Linked DNA regions of Sus scrofa: region 1 is linked to region 2. The links are chromatin contacts, called in public Hi-C maps. All regions are on one chromosome and are shown on one strand. The core of a region is the stretch at or near the end of the contact, and the rest is flanking DNA. Distances in the headings are between cores, read along the strand shown.

What was found. Hi-C and Micro-C count contacts between places; a contact is called where the count stands out from the background.
Region 1: a contact with region 2 is called in a Hi-C map of liver, with 7 times the contacts expected there. The contact joins two enhancer-like sites. A contact is called at or near these places in 1 of 47 Hi-C or Micro-C datasets (liver) and 2 of 2 datasets of contacts at active chromatin or transcription factors (alveolar macrophages and skeletal muscle).

The regions. Positions count from the first base shown.
Region 1 is chr13:202,691,381-202,698,078 of Sscrofa11.1, forward strand. No RefSeq gene overlaps it. Among named protein-coding and RNA genes, the nearest start is that of PSMG1, 81 kb to the right of the region's middle. Within about 2 kb of position 3,976, at least 27 of the 83 cell types and tissues checked have an H3K27ac peak or open chromatin away from gene starts, as enhancers often do. A contact at or near this core is called in alveolar macrophages, liver and skeletal muscle, where this site is marked.
Region 2 is chr13:202,373,815-202,379,679 of Sscrofa11.1, forward strand. No RefSeq gene overlaps it. Among named protein-coding and RNA genes, the nearest start is that of ETS2, 88 kb to the right of the region's middle. Within about 2 kb of position 2,302, at least 33 of the 83 cell types and tissues checked have an H3K27ac peak or open chromatin away from gene starts, as enhancers often do. A contact at or near this core is called in alveolar macrophages, liver and skeletal muscle, where this site is marked.

The DNA of each region.
Region 1 (6,698 bases), core at 2,726-5,225, 320 kb after region 2:
ATTGTGAAAACTAGGCTTCTTAGCTAAACAACTATTGCTTGTACAGGAATCTTTAAGGACCGTGAAGTTTGGAATGGGGAAATTAATTGGCAGTTAATGGGACCTCCGTGATGGAGAAATTCCAAAGATGGGTAATGAGACTCTGCTTGCCTACTGACTAAAACTCTGCCCTGAGGAAACCACATGTGCAGTGTTGCCTCGAAAGGGACTTGGGAGCATCACAGATGCACACTTGCAAATGCATCACAGACCAGGGAGGCTGGAGCACCAAGGACTCTGAGGCTGCACGTGACCCCCCAGGATGTATCTAACTGTTTAGCATCCCCATTATTTTTTTCAATTGAAGTGAAATTCACACAACATAAAATTAATCATTTGAAAGAGAAAGTCGACGGCATTTAGTCTGTTCATAAGATCGTGCAACCATCACATCCATCTAGCTCCAAAGCATTTTCATCCCCCCAAATAAAACCCCACACCCATTAAGGGATCACTCTGTCTTCCCCTCCACTCCCCAGCCTGTGGAAAGCACTAGTTATTTTTGTCTCTTACGTTTATCAAAGGGGAAACGTTGGGGGGGAGGGATAAATTAGGAGGTTGGGATTAATATATACACACTACTATATATAAAACAGATAAATAACAAGGACCTACTGTCCAGCACAGGGAAATCTACTCAATACTCTGTAATAACCTCTATGGGGAAAGAATCTGAAAAATAATCTATATATAGATATGTATCATATCTATATATATATATAGTACATATATATATGTACATATCTACGTATATATGTATCACTGCATCGCTTTGGTGAACATCTGAAACTAACACAACACTGTATGTCACCTATATTCCAATACAATTTTTAAAAATTATTTCTGTCTCTTTGGATTTACCTCTTCTGGACCTTTCTTTTATATCTGGCTTCTGAATTAGCGTAATGTTTTCGAGGCTCATCCACGTCAGCACTTCATCCTTTGCCATGCCGAATAACAATTTACTGTGCAGTGATGGTCATTTGGGTGGTTGCCATCGCTGGGCTATTGCGGATAAAGCCGCCATGACTGTTCATGCGGATTTCAATCCTTTGGGGTCTACACCGCGGGATGGAGTGGCTCTGAAACCCCATCATTTTGATCACATAGCCGACCTTGCTGAGATCTTACAAATTTCAGGGAATTCTGTGCAATATCTGCTGATCATATTTTCAACTTATCTTGAACCTTCTTACTGTAGATCAAAGGTCAGCCCATGATTCCTCCAAGGGCCAGATAAGTAAATATTTTAGGTTTCATGGGCCTTGTGATCTCTGTTGCAACTCCTCAGCTCTGATTTTATAGTGTGAAGCAACCACAGACAATACGTAAAATGCTTATTGGGCTCCCGTAAAGCTTCACTCACATAAATAGGCAGCAGGCCAGATGCAGCCCTCAGGCTGGAGTGTGTCAACCTTGGCTCTGGGGTGACCGCAAAAGGATGTGGCCTCTTCCAAGTGCTCCATTCCATGAAGGATGGACCTCCTCCGGCCAGGATAGGACAGGGCAGGACAGGACAGAACGCACGTTCCATATATCCATGGGTACTCACACGCTTACATTTCCAGTGCCACTAGAGATGTCAGGGACATGGACCTCGCTCGGGCCAGAAGGGACCTGAGGCAGCACTATTAATGCTAAGAACTTCCTGATTAATATCCAAAAAAAGCTCGAACTATCCCATCAAAATCATGGGCAGAAGATCTAAACAGACATTTCTCCAAAGAAGACCTACAGATGGCCAAAAGGCACATGACAGGATACTCAGCATTGCTAATGATTAGAGAAATGCAATCAAAACTACAAGATACCACCTCACATCTGTCAGAATGGCCATCATCAAAAAGTCTACAAACAATAAATGCTGCAGAAGATGTAGAGAAAAGGTAACCCTTCTACACTGTTGGTGGGAATGTAAATTGATACAACCACTATAGAAAACAGTATGGAGGTTCAGTATAGAAAACAGAAAACTAAATAGAAATTACCATATGATATAGCAATCCCACTCCTGGGCATATATCCAGACAAAACTATAATTAAAAAAGATACATGCATCCCTATGTTCATTGTAACACTGTTTACAATAGTAAGGACATGGAAGCAAATTCAATGTCCATCGACAGAAGAATGAATGAAGAAAATGTGGTACACATATGCTGTGGAATATTACTCACACATGAAAAAGAATAAAATAGGAGTTCCTGTTGTGGCACAGTAGAAATGAACCTGACTAGGAACCATGAGGTTGCAGGTTTGATCCCTGGCTTCACTCAGTGGGTTAAGGATCCAGCATTGTCATGAGCTGTGGGGTAGGTTGCAGACGTGGCTCAGATCTGACGTTACTGTGGCTGCAGCACAGGCTGGCAGCTGCAGCTCCAATTAGACCCCTAGCCGGGGAACATCCATATGCCACAGGTGCAGCCCTAAAAAGCAAAGAAAAAAAGAGAGAGAAATAATGCCATTTGCAGCAACATAGATGGACCTAGAGATTATCATACTAAGTGAAGTAAGTCAGATGAAAAAGACAAATATAATATTGCTTGCAGATGAGATCTAAAAAAAACAATACAAATGAACTTATTTTTAAAACAAAAATAGACCCACAGACATAGAAAACAAACTTATAGTTACCAAAGGGGAAAGCAAGAGAGAGGCAAATTAGGAGTTTGGGATCAAAATATACACACTACCATATACAACAGATAACCAACAAGGACCTACCTACAGCACTGGGAACTTCACTCAGTATTTTGTAACGACCTATAACAGAAGAGACTATAAGAAAAAAATATATACCCGTATATGTGTGCATGTTTGTGTGCGGGTGTGTGTATAATCAATTCACTTTCGTGCATTTGAAACTAACACAACATTGTAAGTCAACTGTATTTCAATAAAAACCTTTGTTTAAAGAATCAATATCAAGGCAAAAAAAAAGAGAACTTCTGATTGTGAACTTCAGTTCAGATCAGAGAACTTCTGATCTGAAGCCCTGGGATGTGCCCTGACATAAGCAGCTGACTTGAATTTGAGGAAAGCTGGGCCACCCTCTGGCTGGGTTGGTTTTGAAGACGAAAGGCTGACGAATCGATTGATGAGTTCCTCAATGCCTTCTCTACCATCTTCCCTGAGATTCATCAGGGGGCTGGAAGGGGTGCCCACACTCAGAAACTCATTCATCCAACAAGCATTCACTGAGTGCTTATTGAATACAGGCACCATGCTACATCTTGGTATTCCAAGCCGTGCATTCCAGGAGGTTTGGGCAACTTGGTTTGGATGCTTCCAGTAACGAGGAGCTCATGACCTGTACAGAGCAGCCTATCTGATGGCTGGACAGCACTGCGCTTCCTCAGAAATACCAAACCTCCCCAGCATGATCCCCCACCTGCCAAACCAGTCAAATACCAGTAGGTACCCCCACCACATACAGGTACACAGAGAATAGGCAATGAAGGAGTTCCATGGTGGCCTTGCAGTTAAGGACCCAGTGTTGTCACTGCTGTGGCTCTGATTGCTGCTGTGGCTCAGGTTCCATCCCTGGCCTGGGAACTTCCACATGCCATGGGCGTGCCCCCACCAAAAAAAGAATAGGCAAGGAAACTGCCGACAAACAAAAGCACAGTGACTACAGCCTTTATCAGACCTGGTGTTAAAAGCAAAATCAAGTTCACATCCCATGACTTCCTGGAAAGTCCCCTAAGGCCGGCAAAGTTGAGGACTGAATTCTAAGGCTCTGTTTCCCATGAAGAGAGGGCCCTCCTTCCAAGGGCATTATCAGGGCTCTTCCCTTAAACCTTTGTCTCCAAAAAAGGCAAAGGGAGTCTGGGCAGTGCAGTGATGAAAACCCCCAGCCTGGGGCCAGGCAGGTCTGGGCTGGAGAGGCTGCCCTTTCCCCTACTTACTGCTGGATCTGGACGTGCGGTGCGTCAGTGAGCTGGAGGCAGGGCTTCCTGGTCTGTCAAGCTGGGCGGTGATCTAGAGTGGCCCGACTGAGCCACACCATCTGCAGTGGCCATGAGGCTAGGCGCCCGCAGTCAATCAAAAGTCTCCCAGCCACCGTGCCCCCTGCCCCTGCCTCTCACCCAGGCCAGGGCGAGGTAGGGCAGACCCCGCGGAGACCAGAGCAGCCGTAGGGGCAAGGGATCAGGCTGATGGCCTGAGGTTAAAAGGGAAAAAATTAGTCTGATGGAAACAAAGGCAGACAGAGGTCAAGGCCAGAAGGAAAGAGGAGGTGCCCCAATGCAGAAAACACTAGAAGCAGGCCACCCCGCCGCACCCCACCCCAGGAATTCCTTGGTTGCATCCCAAGCCTCAATGCATCCTGCCCACGCCTGCAAAGTCCCGTTCTCCAGCAGCATCTGTACAAGATCTCAACCCACCAGCAAGTCATGAAATCAACTGAGACAGTCACAGCCAACAACCAATAAAAATGGCACAAGAATGGAATAGGAATAGAATATGTCAGGGAGTTCCCATGGTGGCTCAGTGGGTTAAGAACCTGACAAGTATCCAAGAGCATGCAGGTTCGATCCCTGGCCTCGCTCAGTGGGTTAAGGATCTGGCATTGCCATGAGCTGCAGTGTAGGTCGCAGATGCAACTCAGACCCCGCATTGCTGTGGCTGTGGCTTTGGTTGGCAGCTGCAGTTCCGATTCAACCCCTAGCCTGGGGGTTTCCAAATGCCGCGGGGGAGGCCATAAGAAGCAAAAAAAGAAAGAAAGAAAGAAAGAAAGGAATATGTCAGAATGTATAGCCTATGTAGGGTGAGTGTATTGTGTTAAAATGATTCAGCCACACATACATGTGTACACACACACCTGCATGGATACATACACGGCTACAGGCATTTGCACCTAGACTGGAACCAAAAATGTTAGCGTGCGTGTGGATATTAAAGGTTTAAGTATCCTTTGGAGAAATCTCCCCAGTTACACTCACATGCATGCACATACACACACACACACACACACACACACACACACACACACACATACATATGCACGTACGCATACACATATTTTGCTAAACTTCTCTCAGTGACATTCAGCTGGAAGCCCCCCTCTAAGGCATCTTTTAGGAACTCCTGAAGCCAGTGAGAGGAAAGGCAGAGGGTTCAATTCCATGACCCCATCGTGTCGCCTGGGGACGGTGGCCAGGACAGCAGAAGCAGAAGAGTCCATCAACAAGCATTTTATGTAAAGAGAGCAGTGAGATGTCCATGCATTTCCTGAAGACACAGATACATAAAATCAATTCCAACGGCAACAGTCAAATTCCACCATCGATTGAAAAATGAGGAAAGGGGCTCTAATAGTTACAGGCCAGGGCCGCTCTGCGTCTTTCCTCTCCAAGAGGCACGAGGGACAAGGGCAATTTGTACCCCAAAAAGACCTGCACTTTCAGGAACCCAGGATTCATCTGCTCAGGAAGCAAAAATTAGAATATTGACTTTTCCGGCTTTCAGCACCAGCTAACAGCCCTAGTGGGTGGGGATGGGGGGGATAGAAACTGCAACCAATCCCTGACATGTCAGCCCGCAGAATAGCATCCTGATTTCACAACACTTACCTAGAGCTCCCACAGCTTGTGGGTTTGTAAAAAAAATTTTACAAGTAGCCTATTGTTACAGAAAATTCCCATGCCCCAGAATCCCCAGCAGGTGCCTGGGAAGTCCATGATGAGGCGGGGTCCATGAGGGTGACGCCCAGGGCTTCCTCTCAGCCGTCCATCCATCATGCTGGGGTTCTTGAGGTTTGGGCTTTATGCCTTTCATTTTTCTACAGGTGCTCAATTTTTTTTTTCTTTTTATTTTTTCTTTTTGCTGTCACATGCAGTGGCTTGATGTGGGATCTCAATTCCCAGACCAGGGATTGAACCCAGGCCGCAGTGGTGAAATCGAGTCCCAATCACTAGACCACCAGGGAACTCCCTTGAGGCATTCCATTTTAAAGTGGGTCACAAAGGGTGGGCATCCTTTTCGGTTAATTGTAAGAAAATCAAAATCCTGGGAGTTCCCATTGTGGCACAGTGGGATAGAACCTAACCACAGCAGCTAGGGCCACTGCAGAGGCTTGGGTTCAATCCCTGGCCTGGAGTGCAGTGGGTTAGAGGATCTGGTGATACCACAGCTGCAGCGTAGGTTGAAGCTGTGGCATAGGTGGAAGCTGCAGCTCAGATTCAATCCTTTTTTTTTTTTTTTTTTTGCAGTTTTTCAAAATTTATCTTATTGAGATATAGCTGCTTTTCAGATTCAGTCCTTGAACCAGGAACTTCCATATGCCGGGAGTACAGCCAGAAAGGAAGGAAGGAAGGAAGGAAGGAAGGAAGGAAGGAAGAAAGAAGGAAAGAAAGAAAGAAAGAAAGAAGGAAAGAAAGAAAGAAAGAAAGAAAGAAAGAAAGAAAGAAAGAAAGAAAGAAAGAAAGAAAGAAAGAAAGAAAGAAAGAAAGAGAAAGAAGAAGAAAGGAAAGAAGGAAGGAGGGAGGAAGAAAGAAAATCAAAATCCCGGAGTCCTGTTGTGGCTCAGTGGTTAACAAATCTGACTAGGAATCATGAGGTTTTAGGTTCAATCCCTGGCCTCACTCAGGGGTTAAGGATCCAGCGTTGCCGTGAGCTGTGGGGTAGGTCGCAGACGTGGCTCGGATCCCACGTTGCTG
Region 2 (5,865 bases), core at 1,052-3,551:
TAGTCCACAGATCTTTTCCATTTACTCTTGTATTTTGAACTTTTACATCATTCTTCAGTTCAAGTGAACGTTGGACTTAACTGTGAACACCTTAAGCTGAGCCCAAGCTCCCGATCACTGATTATTCTCAACACACCCACCCCACCTGGTGTCCAAGGCTGAGCTAATTCTCCTTCCACACTAGTTTAGCAGAAGAGAAACCTCACAGATGTGAAATGACGTTCAGGTTTCATAATGAGCCTGACAGAAGCCGATTCCGAATCTCCTTTGAGTCTAACCTCACTCTGGTCCCCCACCTAGAGGGAGAGGCTGGTTAACCATCTGCAGCCCAGACCCTATTCCAGCTGCCTGGGCATCTGTTATGCTGCCTTGCAGTGCCAGTTAGGGCCATGCCGAGACCATCTTTAAGTTCAATGCGCTTTTAGGCATTTAAAATGTGAATGCATTTTAGTCACAAACTTTTATCCACAAATCATTTCTTCCTCTTTACTTTTCTTCTCTCCTTTTCAGCGCTGCCTAAGGCACATAGAAGGGGTCAACGTGGAGCTGCAGCTGAGGCTTACATCACAGCCACAGCAACGCTGGCTCAGAGCTGCATCCGTGGCCTATGCTGCAGCTTGCGGCAGTGCTGGATTCTTCAGCCACTGATCGAGGCCAGGGATCGAACCCACATCCTCAAGGACACTATGTCAGGTTCTTAACCTCCTGAGCCACAATGGAAACTCCAATTAAGCATTTCTTACTCTGTATTTTTAATATCTTTTAATTTTTTTAATTTCCCCAATACATTTTTTTTTCTACTGTATAGCATGGTGACTGAGTTACACATACATGTACACATTCTATTTTCTCACATTATCAGGCTCCATCCTAAGTGACTAGACATAGTTCCCAGGGCTACACAGCAGGATCTCATTGCTCATCCATTCCAAAGGCAACAGTCTGCATCAATTAACCCCAAGCTCCCCAACCACCCCCCTCCCTCCCCCTTCCCCTTGGCAACCACAAGTCTATTCTCCAAGTCCATGATTTTCTTTGCTGTGCTTAATACCTTTTAAAATACTAATTTGTGGAGTTCCTGTTGTGGCTCGGCCGAAACAAATCTGACTAACATCCATGAGGATGCAGGTTCAATCCCTGGCTTTGCTCAGTGGGTTGGGGATCCTGTGTTACCATGGGCTGTGATGTAGGCTGCAGACACGGCTAAGATCTGATGTTGCTGTGGCTGTGGGCATAGGGCGGTGACTGCAGCTCAGATTTGACCCCTAGCCTGGGAATCTCCATGTGCCCATGGGTGTGCCCCTAAAAAAAGACCCTCCCCCAAATTAAAATACTAATTTGTAAATGATATAGGACAACTGTTCTAATAAGTTTATGTACATTATAAAATGTAAATGTTGAAGTATGAGATTAAAAAAAAGTATAAATAGAATTCCTAAATTTCCTTTTAGCAGCCCAGGGGGTCAGCTCACAAAGCATGTGCACACACACACAAACACACATGCCATCCGGTGTACACACTTTTTAAAACCTTCCAATCCAGTTCATTCTGGAACCTGGGTCTGTAGAATCAGCACTGTGACCTGGCCACCAAGGAGCTGGGATGCCAGGAGCCACGGGAAGGGTGAACTATTTCCCTTTATACCTACCCTGCCGTAGACACAATCTATGAGACTATGGGTGAGAAAAGAGTATTGCCTGCATGATTGTGTTACTGCATTTTTAAGACACCAAAGCATATTGTATCCTGCCCACAAATTGCTTTATAAATGATGCAATTTATATGATTTTTAGTTGACGGTATAGGTTCTTATTTCAGTATCTCTAAACCCAAACTATTGCAAGAGGAATGTATAGAGGAAAACTGCCTTCATTAGTAAGCGAGAATATCCATCACAGTCACTTTACAGAAAATGGGTAAGGACAGATATTGGACAAAAACTAGAAATGCCACATTAGCCCTTTTCAAAGCTGATCCTCAGCCACGGGCAGAGGTCGTTCCCCTTTAGGCCAGACGGTGGCGCGCGAGGCAAATGGTGCTTCTAAACTGGCATCCTGAAGGTGCGGACTTGAGATGGTGAGAAACGTCTCGATGGGGCGAAAGGGAGAAGCATCTGGAAGCCATGCTGGGTGAGCCTCCGCTGCTGCGAAGACAGGACTCTGCAAAAAGGAGAATAAAAGGGCCCACGTTGAGTGGGCGCTTCAGAGGGAGACCTGGCAATTGGATACAAGGAGACGCCAGAGCAGCCAGGACCTAGCCCAGCGGCTGGGGCAGCGGCGGGAAAAGAAACCGCTTGCATGAAAACGACTGCCCCTTGGCGGCAGGAATGCCAGGCCCTGACTTGGGAGTAAGAGGCTTGGCTTGCTTCTGGCCCAGCGTGCGGCCTGGGGCCCGCTGTGCAGTAAAAGCCAGGAACAAAAGCCGGAGAGAGCGTCATTAGAATTCAGTATTTTAGCATTAACCCCCATTTCTGCCTTTCAAGTGTAATGAGAGGCCTTTTCAAATGAATGTGTGTGCCTTTCATATGCAAATGAACTCAAGGGGATAATTTTTCCTGTGACTTATTACCTTACATAATTATGATTGTCTTTTGCAAGTAAAAAAAATCTGTCTTTCTGATCACTGTTGAAATACAGTTAATTCTCGTCTCTATTTAAATAAACCTGAAAAAAGAGCCACATAGGCAGAAGCGCTTTTAAAAAAAAAAATTTTGGCCACCCCGTGGCATATGAAGTTACTGGGCCAGGGATCAGATCCCAGCCGTAGTTGTGATCTATGCAGCTGGCGAATGTTCAATTTAAGGAAGGAAGTGCTCCTAAAAGCTAGGATTGTACATTTAGCTTAAGTCTGCATATTTTTCAAGAAAAGACTTCTAAAATGGAATGTTGCCCAAACCTGGAATTTTCTCAATAAACAAAGCATTTTCTGCATCCCTGCCCTTTATAAGAATAAACTAAACTATCCGGAGATGTGTACATTTGGATTCCTTTCCAATTTCTGAATAACCTCTAATTGATGTCATAATTATAAAAACTTCTTTCAATTCTTAGAAAACCTAGGGAAGGGCAAAGAGGCCTGTGGCTCACAGTGATGCAATAAGCAAGAATAATGATAAAAAAAAAAAAAAAAAAAGAATGAAAAAAAAGGCCAGCATCCTCCAGGGCAATAACCACTCTTGAGGAGGCTGAGCCACGATACAAATTGAGCGGAATAGCCCGCACCTCTTCCAGAAACTCGCAAGTTCAAGACAGATTTTGCAGTCAGAAAAGAGAGCCAGATCCTCTATCATTTCCTAATTTTCTATTTCACTTTGTCCCTTGTTCCTTAAAAATTTTCTCTAACTTCTTTTTCCAACCCACAGGGGCCCTCCATTCCAGGAGGAGCTGGGTTCTGTAAGAAGGAAAAACCAAGACCTTTTTTCCAGGAAACACCCTTGGAATGTCTGTGCCCTTGGATTCTCCTCCCAAACTCAACTCTCCTGTGGCCCCCCAAGGGTGCATCCAGATGTGGGGTTGTTATCTATTGTTGTGCAGTTTGGAGAAGGAGGCAGAGACATGGAAGGAAAGCCTGCTGCTCAAATGTGTTCACGTCTGGGAAGGACAGGATCTTGGTTGGTTGGAAAAAAAAAAAAAAAAAGACTTATTTGAAAACAATGTAGTCATTTTCTCAAAGTTATACCATGATCCAATTTAAAATAGGGTGGGAAGCAACCTGCTGATATCCTGATCCAGCTCTAAATTAGCGTTCAGAAAACCAAATGCCTAAATTGTTCGTTACATGAAAGCCTGTCTAAACTTTGGCCACTAGGTTCAGAAAAGGTATCAGTTTACCAAAATTTGCTTGACCTATTTTCTTCCAGATAAAGAAGGGAAGGGAAGCAGCAATCATGTGCCTGATTAAATACCTAGAATAAAACCCCCCATGAAAAGACCATGTAGAGGAGTTCCCCCTGTGGCAGAGTGGGTTAAAAATCTGACCACAGCAGCTTGGATCACTGTGGAGGCGGGGCTTTGATCCCCGGCCCAGAGCAGCAAGTTAAAGGATCTAGCATTTGCCACAGCTGCGGCGTAGGTCACAGCTGAGGCTCGGATTCAATTCCTGGCCCAAGAACTCTCGTATGTGGTGGGTGCGGCCATAAAAAAAAAAAAATGTATTTCTTTCTATCTATCTATCTATCTTTCTATCTATCTATCTATCTATCTATCTATCATCTATCTCCCTATCTGTCTGTCTGTCTGTTTATCTGTCTATATAAAGACCATGTATATTAACCAGCTGGGAATACAATTTCTGCAAGTAGATTTCCTGGGATCAAATCCCATCACTGCAGATTATTAGAGGGGTGACCGAGGGCAGGTCATCTAACCTCTTCAGTGCCTCAGTTTTTGCATCGCTTAAATCAAAGTAACGGTCACTCTCCAGGAGGCGTCAAGCTGCAGGTTAATACATGTAAAGCACTTGGGACAGATTCTGGGCCAAGAACATGTGCTCAATGTCTATTACTCCATTACCGTGTCTCATACCTCATCACATTCCTCCCAAGACGGGGATAAAAAAGCTTCATCCCCACCATGTTTCGACACTCCCGTGTCTAATACATTGTGTTCTGAAAGGTTTTTAAAAATGCTCGTTACTTCACTAACAGGATAAAACAGCTCTATAGTCAAGAGATAATTCCAAATAATAAAGGTAGAAATAAGTTGTTTTAAATGTTTTTTGATATTTGGGGAAAAAACCCAAGTATCCAACAACAGGGAAATGGTTCATAGTACGGGGCACGGAATGCTTACCAATAATTTAAATAATAAAAATAAGTCCTGGTGACATGTTAAGTGAAACAAAGCCATGAGCATTTTCATAAACAGCACACCCCCAAATAGGTTATAAAATGGATAGGGAAGGATCAAAGCAAAATGTTATTTACCTGGTTCTGGGAGTGGTGGAAAATGGGTGACTGTATTTTCTTCATCAGACTTTTCCAAACTTGTCAAATTTTCACCAGGTTAACTGAGCATTTACTTTGTGCTAAGGACATCTCTAAATATTTAATGTGTATTCATTCATTTACTCTCACAAAAGCCATTTTACTTAGGTGGACTATTGTTCCCATTTTACAGACGGAAAGAAAGGAAGCAAGAGTGAGACTAAATAAACTGCTTGTGGCTACACTCCTACTACATAGGGGAGCCAGGATCTAAAGCCAGCTCCTGACGCCAGAGGGCCTTAACCATCACACTACATGGCCTCTTCATGCATACATCACTTTAAAATCAGTGGAGGAAAAAAATCATTTTAAAAGAATTTACACGGATGGCCAAAAAGTCGGTGAAGAGATGCTCAATATTGCCAATCACTGGAGAAATGCACATCAAAAATACAGTGAGGGGTCACATCATGCCATCATCAAAAAGCCTACAAACAATAAATGCCGGAGAGGATGTGGGGAAAAAGGAACACACTTACACTATTGGTGGGAATGTAAGTTGGTACCACCACCATGAAAAACAGTATGGATGTTCCTCAGAAAACTAAATATAAAAGTACCATATAATCTAGCAATCCTACTTCGAAAGAAGTTCGATCCCTGGCCTCACTCAGTGGGTTAAGGATCTGGTGTTGCTGTGACCTGTGGTGTAGGTCGCAGATGAGGCTCAGATCTGGTGTTGCTGTGGCTGGGGTGGAGGCCAGCAGCTGCAGCTCTGATTCAATCCCTAGTCTGGGAACCTCCATGTGCCACAGATGCGGCCCTAAAACGCAAAAAAAAAAAAAAAAAGGATTGCTGGTTCAAAACCCCGGCATTATGGGAGGCAGCAGCTTGCAATGCCGAAGGCCATTCACCCCGTCAATTGACATTCCAATATTGC